Regions from separate parts of the Mus musculus genome. Here region 1 is linked to region 2. Evidence: chromatin contacts called from public promoter capture Hi-C data. All regions are on one chromosome and are shown on one strand. The core of a region is the stretch at or near the end of the contact, and the rest is flanking DNA. Distances in the headings are between cores, read along the strand shown. Region 1 holds the start of Apobec2 (apolipoprotein B mRNA editing enzyme, catalytic polypeptide 2). Region 2 holds the start of Treml2 (triggering receptor expressed on myeloid cells-like 2).

Region 1 (4,958 bases), core at 2,118-4,617, 130 kb before region 2:
ACAGGATCTGGCCTCCAGAGATCTGTGACCCTTCCTCAGTGGATCCAAGCACATCACCAGAACTGGAAAGACCACGAGGGACTCGTACTTACAATGTTTTCTTTTTTTTTTCCATGTCCTGTGTATATGTTTATGGTATAGATATGTGTATTGTGAGTTTTGGTTTAGGTTTCATATGTATGGGCATGCATGTTCATGTGCATGCATGTGGAAGGCCCAAGGCTGATCCATCACTCTTCCATCTTATTACACTGAGGCAGGGCCTCTCAAACAAACAGAGCTCCAGATATGTCTAGCCTTGCTAGTCAGATCTCTCTGGAGATCCCGTCTCTCTGCCTCCGGAGGCTGGAATTACAGGCGAACCAAGACACATACGTGGTGGTATTTATGTGTGTTATGGGTATCCAAACTCTGGTCTTTGCGTGGTGATCCCTTCAACCACTGAGCCATCCCCCTCATATTCAGAGATGCCAAGTAAGGAGTATCTGGATACAGCCCGAGAAATGAGACTGGACCTGGCTAGAAGCCCTGCCCACAAACCCGTGCTGGCCTTACACAAGTCAGTGTCTTTTCCCAAGCATTCAGCCCCTTAACTTGCAACGAGAGCCCAATAATTCACATGCGTGAGACTGAACGGGATGGGGCATGCTTGAGTGTCGGATTATTGCCCCACAGTTGTTATAAAGATGCAGGACCTGTATGTTCATCTCTGCATTCTTGATATTCACTATGGCACCTGGCTCATAGGCGAGCTCAGTAGATGTTGATTAAATCAAAAGAATAAAGCAAATGCTTTGCATCTCAATGCTGCTTGCTTGTGTCATAACAAACGCCTTTTGCTGTTTGCAGCCGGTTCTGGCATTGCTTTGTGGTCATGGGCGCTGTTTTCCTCCAACGTGGGCTTGAGTCTCCTGAGATTTATATTGTAATCTCCAGACAGGAATACTTTCTGTAATCGATTTAATGAGAAGGAAAAACAGATAATTTGTTGTCTGACTAGAAAGTCCCAGGTGACAAGAGCGACATTTGTGGTAATTCTGATGACACAACTGGGGGGGGGGGGTGCAGCATGACCATCCTGAGCACTATGAAGGCTCAGAACCCATATGAATGGTACCCTATGCTGCTCAGAACTCCCGAAAAGGAAGTCCCACACCCAGCCCATCCTGACTCCTCTTCTCTAGTCTGACTCCAGACCACATCTCAAGAATACCTTAAAAAAAAAAAAAAAGACAGAGCCTCATTTGGTCAGGCTAGCTTTAAACTTGTTACAGAGCCAAAGATGACCTTGAACTTCTGGTCCTCCTGCCTCTACCTCCCCAGTGTGGGATTTATTTATCTCTGGTTTATTCAGGGCTGGGAATTGAACTCAGGGCTTTGGCATGCTAAGCAAGTACTCTACTAAGTTAAGTGCCAAGCCTTTCTACCTGCAACCGAGATTTAACATTGCAGCCAGCAGGTGGTCTTGGCTACTTTTCCATTTCCCTGGAGAGTCTAGAGCACTCGTACCACCAAGTATAGAAACGTGGAGGGGGGCCTGCTAAGTATTCATCACGTGAGCTACAAACTGCCCACTGCCCTACAATGTCATCCTACTTCAACTTCTTCTCGAGCTGGCTTGACTCGTCTTCTAATGGGTTCCCCAGTATAGTATAGTATAGTATAGTATAGTATAGTATAGTATAGTATAGTATAGCTTGTAGAAGGGTCTCTTATAGCCCAGAATAGCCTCATCCTCAGTATATAGTTAATGCTGGCCTTGAACTCCTGGTTTTTCTGCCTCTTCTCAGATGCTGGGATTTCACTCTGCCTCACTACACTGAACCAGAAGTGAGACATATATCCCAGCATATCTGCATAGCTTGTTCTCCTTCTGGCTTCCCTTCCAAAGACTATCCAATCACTCAGCTGTCCCTGCTGCTTCCTGGAGCACAGCAGTAAATCTCAGGGCCTCTGTCCCCACCCCTAAGAATTCTCCTGTACACACCTTCCCCTACCTCTTCCCCCACCCCCTCCACGTCTGCTCGGAGAACTTTCCTTTTAGATAGTCAGATGAATGTTTCCTTTGTCTCCTTTGGACTGATCCGTTTCTTTCCAAAGTCCTTCCTTATCAAAATGTAATCTTGGGGCTAAAGAGATAGATGGCCCAGAAGTTACGAGCACACATTGCTCTTGCAGACGACTGGAATACAGTACCCACATGGGGCAGCTCATAGCTTCCTGCATTCCACCTCCAAGGTATCTGACGCCCTCTTCTGGCCTCTGCAGGCATCTGCACTTATATGCATATATGCACCCAGAGACTTAACAGCAGATAACTAAAAATAAAAAATAAGGATCAGGTGTAGTGGCACATGCCTTTGTGGGTTCAAGGCCAGGCTGGTCAAGACAGAGAGACTCTTTCTCAAGAACAAACAAGGAAATAAAGAAAAAGTAAACATCTTTTCAAAATGTAATCTCACTCTTTGTCTTTTTCAGATGCTTCCTTGCCAGTTCTCCCCAGCACTTACCAAAACACATGAAGTTATTTTACTTAGCGGATATAGCAGCTGACCCCTGCAAGCTCCGGGAGAGCAGGGCTTTTCTTTGCTTCTTCCTTTGGTCTGTTCTGCACCTCAGTGCCTGGAACCGTTGCCAACAGAGCATCTGCTCAGCATGCGCCCTCAGGCAGGCACAGGACTGATGAAGGGGACGAAGACTCTGAGCAGGGCAGAGGCCTGAGGATGGCCGGGGGTTTACTGCCTTCAAGCCTAACTCGGAGTGTGAAGCATTAGGTTTAAGGAGATGGCCTGCCTCAAAGAAATAGGTGGAGATTGACAGAGGAAGGCACCTGATCAGGTCTTCTGGCCGATGCACTCACGGGCGAGCATATGCTCGTGCGCATGCGCAAACGCGCATCCATCCACCTACCCACTCGGGCTCACAACGAACATAACATGCAGACCCTGAGTAGCAACAGACATTCTCCTCTCAAATCATTGGTTTCTAACTCATGTCCCACAAAGACCCTCTTTTCCTAAACCCGAGTTCCCCCCAACGTGGGCGGGGGAGGGGGGTCACTACAAGTCCCTCCTTCATCACAGGCCTTATCTGTTTAAAACAATGAGAGGCCTTCTCCCCTAAAACTCAGTCGAGTCTGGGTAAACGAGAGAGGAGAGACGGGGTAGAATTGGCCCAGCCCTCCCCACCTGCCAGCTTCCTGTCTGCCTGCTGATAAATAGGGGGAATACACATGGCCAGAGTTTCCATTCCCCCACCCTGTCACCCTGTCAGTCATCCAATTAAAAAAAGATGAGTGAGAGAGCTCCAAGGGTGGGGCGGGAGGGCCTGCTTATAAAGCCTGCAGCTGAGTTGTGGGGAGCACCAAATCCGGTCCTCTCTCTGTCATCCCCAGCCAGGCTTAGCTGCTGACAGCTGCTTGGGACTCTGCCGCCAGGCCCTTGGCTGGCTTGACAACCTCTCCACATTTCGGCCACAGTTCCTCCATGGCTCAGAAGGAAGAGGCCGCTGAGGCTGCGGCGCCAGCCTCTCAGAATGGAGATGATTTGGAGAACCTGGAAGACCCTGAGAAGCTGAAAGAGCTGATCGATCTTCCGCCCTTCGAGATTGTCACTGGGTAAGCCTTGTGTGGGGGCTGGGGCTCCTGCCTGGGAAAGGGTGGGGTCTGAGCAGGCTGTGGAAGGTTAGGACAAGAATAGGGAAGCCCAAGGTCAGCCACAAGCTGTGCGTCCAGCATGCTAGCAGGAGGCTTCTGGGCAGCAAAGGCCTCTTGTCTTTTTTAATTAATTAATTAATTAATTAATTAATTAATTAATTAATTTGAATCAGTGTTTTACCATGTAACTCTGGCTGGCCTGGATCGCACTATGTAGACCAGGCTGGTCTTGAACTCACAGCGATCCTCCTCCTGCCTCTGCCTCTTCATTGCTGGGATTAAAAGCAGCTAACACCAGGTCCAGATACTCTTGGCTTTTTGAGGTGACAACTTAGACCCTGTAATCAGGAGGATGTGGAAGGAATGGAACCCCCAGAATGAAACTACATAACATTTTCTTCATGGCAGTCTCTGCAAATGTGCAAAGGCAGAATGGGTGCCATACTGAGAGAAGTTTCTGGAAGAGTGGTGGTATGGATGCTGTGGAGAAGGAGAAGGGGCCCTGGCAGCGATCGGTCTTGCGGGGTATCGGACATCATCTGCCTGTGCATATAGCCCAATCCCAACAAGTTCAGTGAGAACGGCATATTTAAAGATGGCCCCAGCAAGAAGTCATCTCCAAGCTGCAGATACTGGAAGCTTAAGCACAGTTTATAGCCACTGGGCTCAAGTTAGTCTACAGGGTCCCCTCTTGTCCAGATTGTGTTGCCCCCAGAAATGAATGCAAGTAGCCTTTCTCCTTATCTCTCTCTATTCCTAGAGAGGAAGATGCCGCTAAATCCAAGTTTCCTTCCTGAACTTCGGTTCCCTTCATAGCATTTCTCCAGCAATGCGCGCAAAGGCTGGGTGGGGGCACACCAAGTCTCAGGAGGAACAAAGGCCTGAAGGAGGAGGAGCAGCCCTGGGGAGCAGTTTGGACTTGCTGTTTTATGCTTGACCTGTATTGCTCCAGGCCTGGCCTCTACTTTCTTGTTTCAAACATGAGGAAGCTACCCGACTTGATTCTTAATGTCCCTTCCTGCTCAGATATTTTCTGACTTCTAAGAGAACCCAGGGGGAAGTGTTGCTTGGTTTCTGAGATGTGAGTAGGCATTGAACTTCCATTCACTCTTGCTCGCCCAGATCATCTTGCGCTCATCCTAGGATTAAGGCAGCAGCTGGGCACAGACTAATATAGACACAGGGGAAGCCTAGGGCAAATAGGCCAGCAGGGTCCTCCATTCCAGTGGCTCGCCTATGGGAGAGGATCCTTTTACTGACACCCGAGCATCCTGGACCATGCTGTCCTGGGTTACACACATAC
Region 2 (4,957 bases), core at 1,474-3,973:
GGTGAAGTTGTGGTCGCACTTCTTCTTCTTGACTTTGCACCAAGACTTGGCCTCAACTAAGTTCCGGCGGTTCTTGTAGGAGCACTGCACAGACAGGGTCTCGCCTTCACGCCGCCACACTTTCCTGTACAGGTTCTCATTGGAGTGACCTGGGGAGACAGGACTTTTCTGACCAAGGTCGGCCGAGAAAGAAGGCATCTTGAAAATGGAAGCTGGGGGTGAAAGGAGAGAGGGATGCTGCCCTGACTTCCCTGGAGCTCAGTGTGAGGCAAGAACATAGCCGGACCCTCCGAGAATCTGTCACAGAGAAACACAGCACCTCTAACCCCCAGAAGGTCTGCTCTGAGTCTGATGGAAGAGGCCCCCAGTTCAATGAGGGACACACTCCTAACACAAGAGCTCCACCAGACATAGTCTTGTTCCTCTGGATGTTTTCCACTCTTCAGGGATGCTCAGGATTTCAAGATCAATCCAGACCCTGCCTTCGGGGAGACAGATGCAGACACAACAGCTCATCAAGCTCTGGAACCAGAGAGCACAAACTACAGAGGCCAAGAGAAGGTCCCAGTATCCGGAAAAATGATGAAGAATTATTTCTCCCAATAGTAGTCTCCCTTCCTCTTTCTCTCCTACCTGGACACTCTCTTCTTTATGTCTTGTTTGGGGTTGTGGGGAACACCATGCCTCGTATCTCGAGCAGGGTAGGCAAGCACTCTAACCACTGAGCCACACCCCTGCCCCTATTGGATACCTTTTAAGTAGCACTCTCCATGGTCCTTAATTTTTAAATACCCTATATTAACACACAGATTAAGCACACCACACACACTTAAGTCCCATGGATGAGCCAGCCAACAGATACAGTATTCACTGTCCATCCAACTTTTTGTCATCGGGACTTGACTTTGACATCTGTAGATGCACCAGGCAAATCATGGCTGTGCCAGGATGCTTGGGGCCTGCGGACCACAGGCTGGCCATGGATGGTAGAGTCTCTATACCTAGGAGTGAGATGTGGCCCAAGCCTGTAATAGCATGAAGGAGACTGAAATAGGGGGATCCTGAGTTTAAGACTAGCCTGGGATACCTAGTGAGATCAGGCTAGCCTGGAAACAAAATCCCATCTCTAATTTGTACCTGTAACACCAGGGATGGGTTTGGGGGGGGGGGCAGGGAAGGGGGAAGGGGATGGACTGGAGTGCATACACGTGTGTGTATAACACACACAGAGAGAGAGAGAGAGAGAGAGAGAGAGAGAGAAAGAGACAGAGACAGAGAGACAGAGAGAATGAATATGAATGAAGACATGAATGAGTTCTGTGCCCTTCATAATCCAGTCTGTTGAAGAAAGCAGAGCAGGGCAATTCAAGAGATGGAGGGAGGGAGAGGGTACAGTGAAGACCCAGAAGCCACCTGCCCTTGTTTCCAACAGCTTGTAGCTGAAGCTCTAAGGTCTGTTCCTCCCTTGCCAAGTAAACAGAACAGAACAGGCCTCGAATTCACCTCGGCTCAGCCCAGGGTTTCGAGACCCTTCTCCCTGCAGAGTGGCAGAGACCTGGAAGAAGCCTTTTGGGGTCCCAGGTTCGTTTGTGCCCATGTATTTTCTGTCACTTGGTGAAGGGAGGGTTTGCCAGCCCTTACTCTAGCCAGAACAGAACAGGAAGTGGTAAGCGGTTGCCTCGGCAGTCAGGAAGGTCGAAACCAGTGAGCCCCTTGCAGAGTAGCCTCTAGTTGGGAAGGGCCTTTGGGGATTGGTTCCCTTCCAGTCAGAGCTGAGGGACCGGATGTGGCATCAGCATTCCGAGAAAACGAAATTTAAAGTGTGCAGACTTGATACAAGAACTCATACTGGCACCAGTCAGACAAAGGCCAAACAGAGGTCATTTCTGTGAGAAAATTAAATGCTCATTCTTCGTTACAAGGGAACCCACTAGATGAAGGCCAATATAGAGGATACAGCTACATCTTAGCCTGTCTAAGCTCTGCCTGGGGCCAGATATTAGCAGGGGACATTCTCACTGGTCTCTGGTAAAGACCGGTCAGCCCACCCTCCTTCCCCAACCCACAAAACATTAAGATAGTGGAACAAGAAGAGGCAGTGTGGGGTAGACAGGGGAAGTAGTCTTTCTCTTCTACCAACCCCACCCCCACCCCTGCCTCTCACCTGAGACACAGCCCTGTAGCCACAGCAGCAGCAGCAGCAACAGCAGGAACGTAAGAGGCCATGGCTCCATCCAGATGCAATGTCACAGTCAGCCCGGGGATCGAGGGGCAGGACCCACACTGATCCCAGGCATGCCACCTGACCTCCCAGGGTTGGACGGCAGGCTCTGAAAAACCACAGTTGCCTGTTTGGGGAAGTGAGCCCCTGTGGCACACAATGCCCCCAGTGGAGCCTATCACAATTGTGGGGAGAGAAAGTGAGGGTGAGGGCGAGGGCGGGAGCTGTCTGTTTCCGCCCTCTTCCTCAGAACTTCAGGCAGGTGTGGCTGCTCCACCCTGTCTTGGGGCCCCTGGGCCAGAGAAAACTCCAGAACCCCACAATGTCTGTGATTCTCTGCAGAAAACTGGATCCATCTGGGGTGTCTCCTCATTCACAGCAGCTGGTCCTCCACTCGGGGAACTGGAGGAGAGGCTTCTGGAACATTCTGTAGAGACTTCATGGGATCTTCTGGGTTCTGAGATTCAGGAGCAGGTGCTCTCTGGCAGGCCTTGACATACTCCTTCAGAAGGAAGGTCTTTAGTCTGGTAAAATGGACTCCTTCAGTCACCCTGACCCTCCTCTGTCCAGGCTAGTCACTTCAGTCACTCCTGCTCACAGTTGCAAATAACCTCTCACGGACTCACGTGCGGGCTTATTTTTGTCATGGGGGAAACAAGATGCAAATTTTAAAATTCTCTCTCTCTCTCTCTCTCTCTCTCTCTCTCTCTCTCTCACACACACACACACACACACACACACACACACACACGTGCGCGCAGCCTCTCCCTCTCCCCTCTCCTCCCCTCTCCTCTCCCCTCTCCCCTCTCCTCCCCTCTCCTCCCCTCTCCCCTCTCCCCTCTCCCCTCTCCCCTCTCCCCTCTCCCCTCTCCCCTCTCCCCTCTCCCCTCTCCCCTCTCCTCTCTCCCCTCTCCCCTCTCCCCTCTCCCCTCTCCTTCTCCCTCTCCCTCTTCCCGTATTTCCCTGGCTCTGTTTTTCCTGGTCCTAAGTCACCCAGCAATTTTCTCTAGCCTTCCACTGCTCCAAGGCTTCCAGGCTTCTTGAAGTGAGGTAAACCTTCCCCTCCCCCACCTCCTCTCAAATGACCCCGCCCTCAGAGCCCCTCCCTCCCCTTGTTCTGCAGGCTTAGGCCACCTTGGAGCACACAGTTCTGTCTCTTCAACTTCCTCCCCTCAACCATATCTCTCTTCTACAGCCACCCGGCTCTAGCTAAAATGACCCAGCATTTGGCCCAAGACTCCACCCATCCCTCTGTCTCCAAAGAATCAAAAGACTCTACTGATGTCCAACAGCTGTGCAACCTGCTCTTGTGGATTATGGAGGCTCAGGGGACTCCGTGATTATATGGGATCCCTCTACTTGTTTAGGACACTGAACAAAAAGTTCTGCCATTTGCACAGCCAAAGTCTTTACACGAACTTGAACTCCCAAGTCCCAGACCAAAGGAATTGTAGTTTTGCTCTCTTCAAATTTCTCACATTTTAAACTCATTCATTCATTCATTCATTCATTCATTCATCCATCCATTCATTCATTAGTTCTTACAGTGTGCTTGCTCTGCATGGCCCTGAACACTATGGGGAAAGGATGAAAGGGCTCTGATGTGACATTCAAAGGGACACTGAGACACATTATCTTTTGAGGGAGAGAAATGTATTTAATACTGTGAACAGAAGTTCCTGGAAAGATCTGCACCTGATGTTGAACCTTCTAGGAGGCTGACTGACTGACTAGAATGTCAGTTGACACATTTAGGACTCTGTTTTCTGTTTGTGAAGCCCACGCTGCTCCAAGCTGCCCCCACCTTGGCTGCTCAGCCAAGATGAATTGTACCCTAAACTGCACTCCCAAACCAATGAAGTTCACTGGCAAGACGGCTCAGCAGGTAAGGGGGCTTTTGAGAAGCCAAAGGACCTGAGTTCCATCCTCAGAGTCCCAGGGTTTGGTTTCAGACCCCAGAACAAACAACTGAGGTGCACAACTTATATACCAAAGCAGACCTGGCCTCCAGTTTCTCCCAGCATCCCTCAGTCCCTCCTTGGCACAACCCCACCCTCTACCCAGACCTTACCAGCCCAGGGGCTGGGCTGACCTTCCCCCACAGGCGCTTCCCTATATAATCCAGACCTTTTAGTCTCTTTGCTGCCCCCTTTTCTCCTCTTTTCTTTTTCTCTTCCCCCTCCCTTCATTTCCCTTCCTATGGCTACTTCCCAGGCCTCTTTCCTTGAGACCAATGAACTTGCACACCCAATAGCAGCTTCCTAGTAAACCTGCTTTTATACACTCTAATCTGGCTTGAATTGCTTTGTTTCACCAGTGGAGAAAAAACTTATCACACATGATGGAAGGAAAGAACTGAGTCCAGGGAGGTGTGCTCTGTCTGTCTGTCTGTCTGTCTGTCTTTCTCTCTCTCTCTCTCTCTCACACACACACACACACATACACACACACACTCATGCACACACACACACACACACACACATGTGCACACACACTTGCATACACACTTGGATGAGGTCACCCTGAGGAAAGGTTAGCTTTGCAAAATTCAATTCAATGAACAAAGAGAAAGAATGTACCACATCGGTGCGTCTATTGCTATCTGGTTAAATAGATTGTATTCTTATTATAATGATGTCATTAGTTTTTATTCTCATTGTTTAGAGACAAGATTTCATCTAGCCCAGGATTAAACCCTCTGTGTTGACAAGGATGATCTTATACTTTAAACAATAA

The links. Capture Hi-C pulls out chosen DNA fragments and counts their contacts.
Region 1: a promoter capture Hi-C map of liver shows a contact between it and region 2. The contact joins the promoter of Apobec2 here to the promoter of Treml2 in region 2. A contact is called at or near these places in 1 of 15 datasets of contacts at CTCF or cohesin (the NIH/3T3 cell line), 2 of 115 datasets of contacts at active chromatin or transcription factors (embryonic stem cells and memory CD8 T cells) and 1 of 9 other capture datasets (liver).

What each region holds. Positions count from the first base shown.
Region 1 is chr17:48,431,137-48,436,094 of GRCm38.p6, reverse strand. It overlaps Apobec2 (apolipoprotein B mRNA editing enzyme, catalytic polypeptide 2), which reads left to right and starts at 3,367. Exons shown (of 3, transcript NM_009694.3): 1 at 3,367-3,616. The coding sequence starts at 3,486.
Region 2 is chr17:48,297,804-48,302,760 of GRCm38.p6, reverse strand. Treml2 (triggering receptor expressed on myeloid cells-like 2) reads right to left here and starts at 2,723. Exons shown (of 5, transcript NM_001033405.2): 1 at 2,165-2,723; 2 at 1-149. The coding sequence starts at 2,234.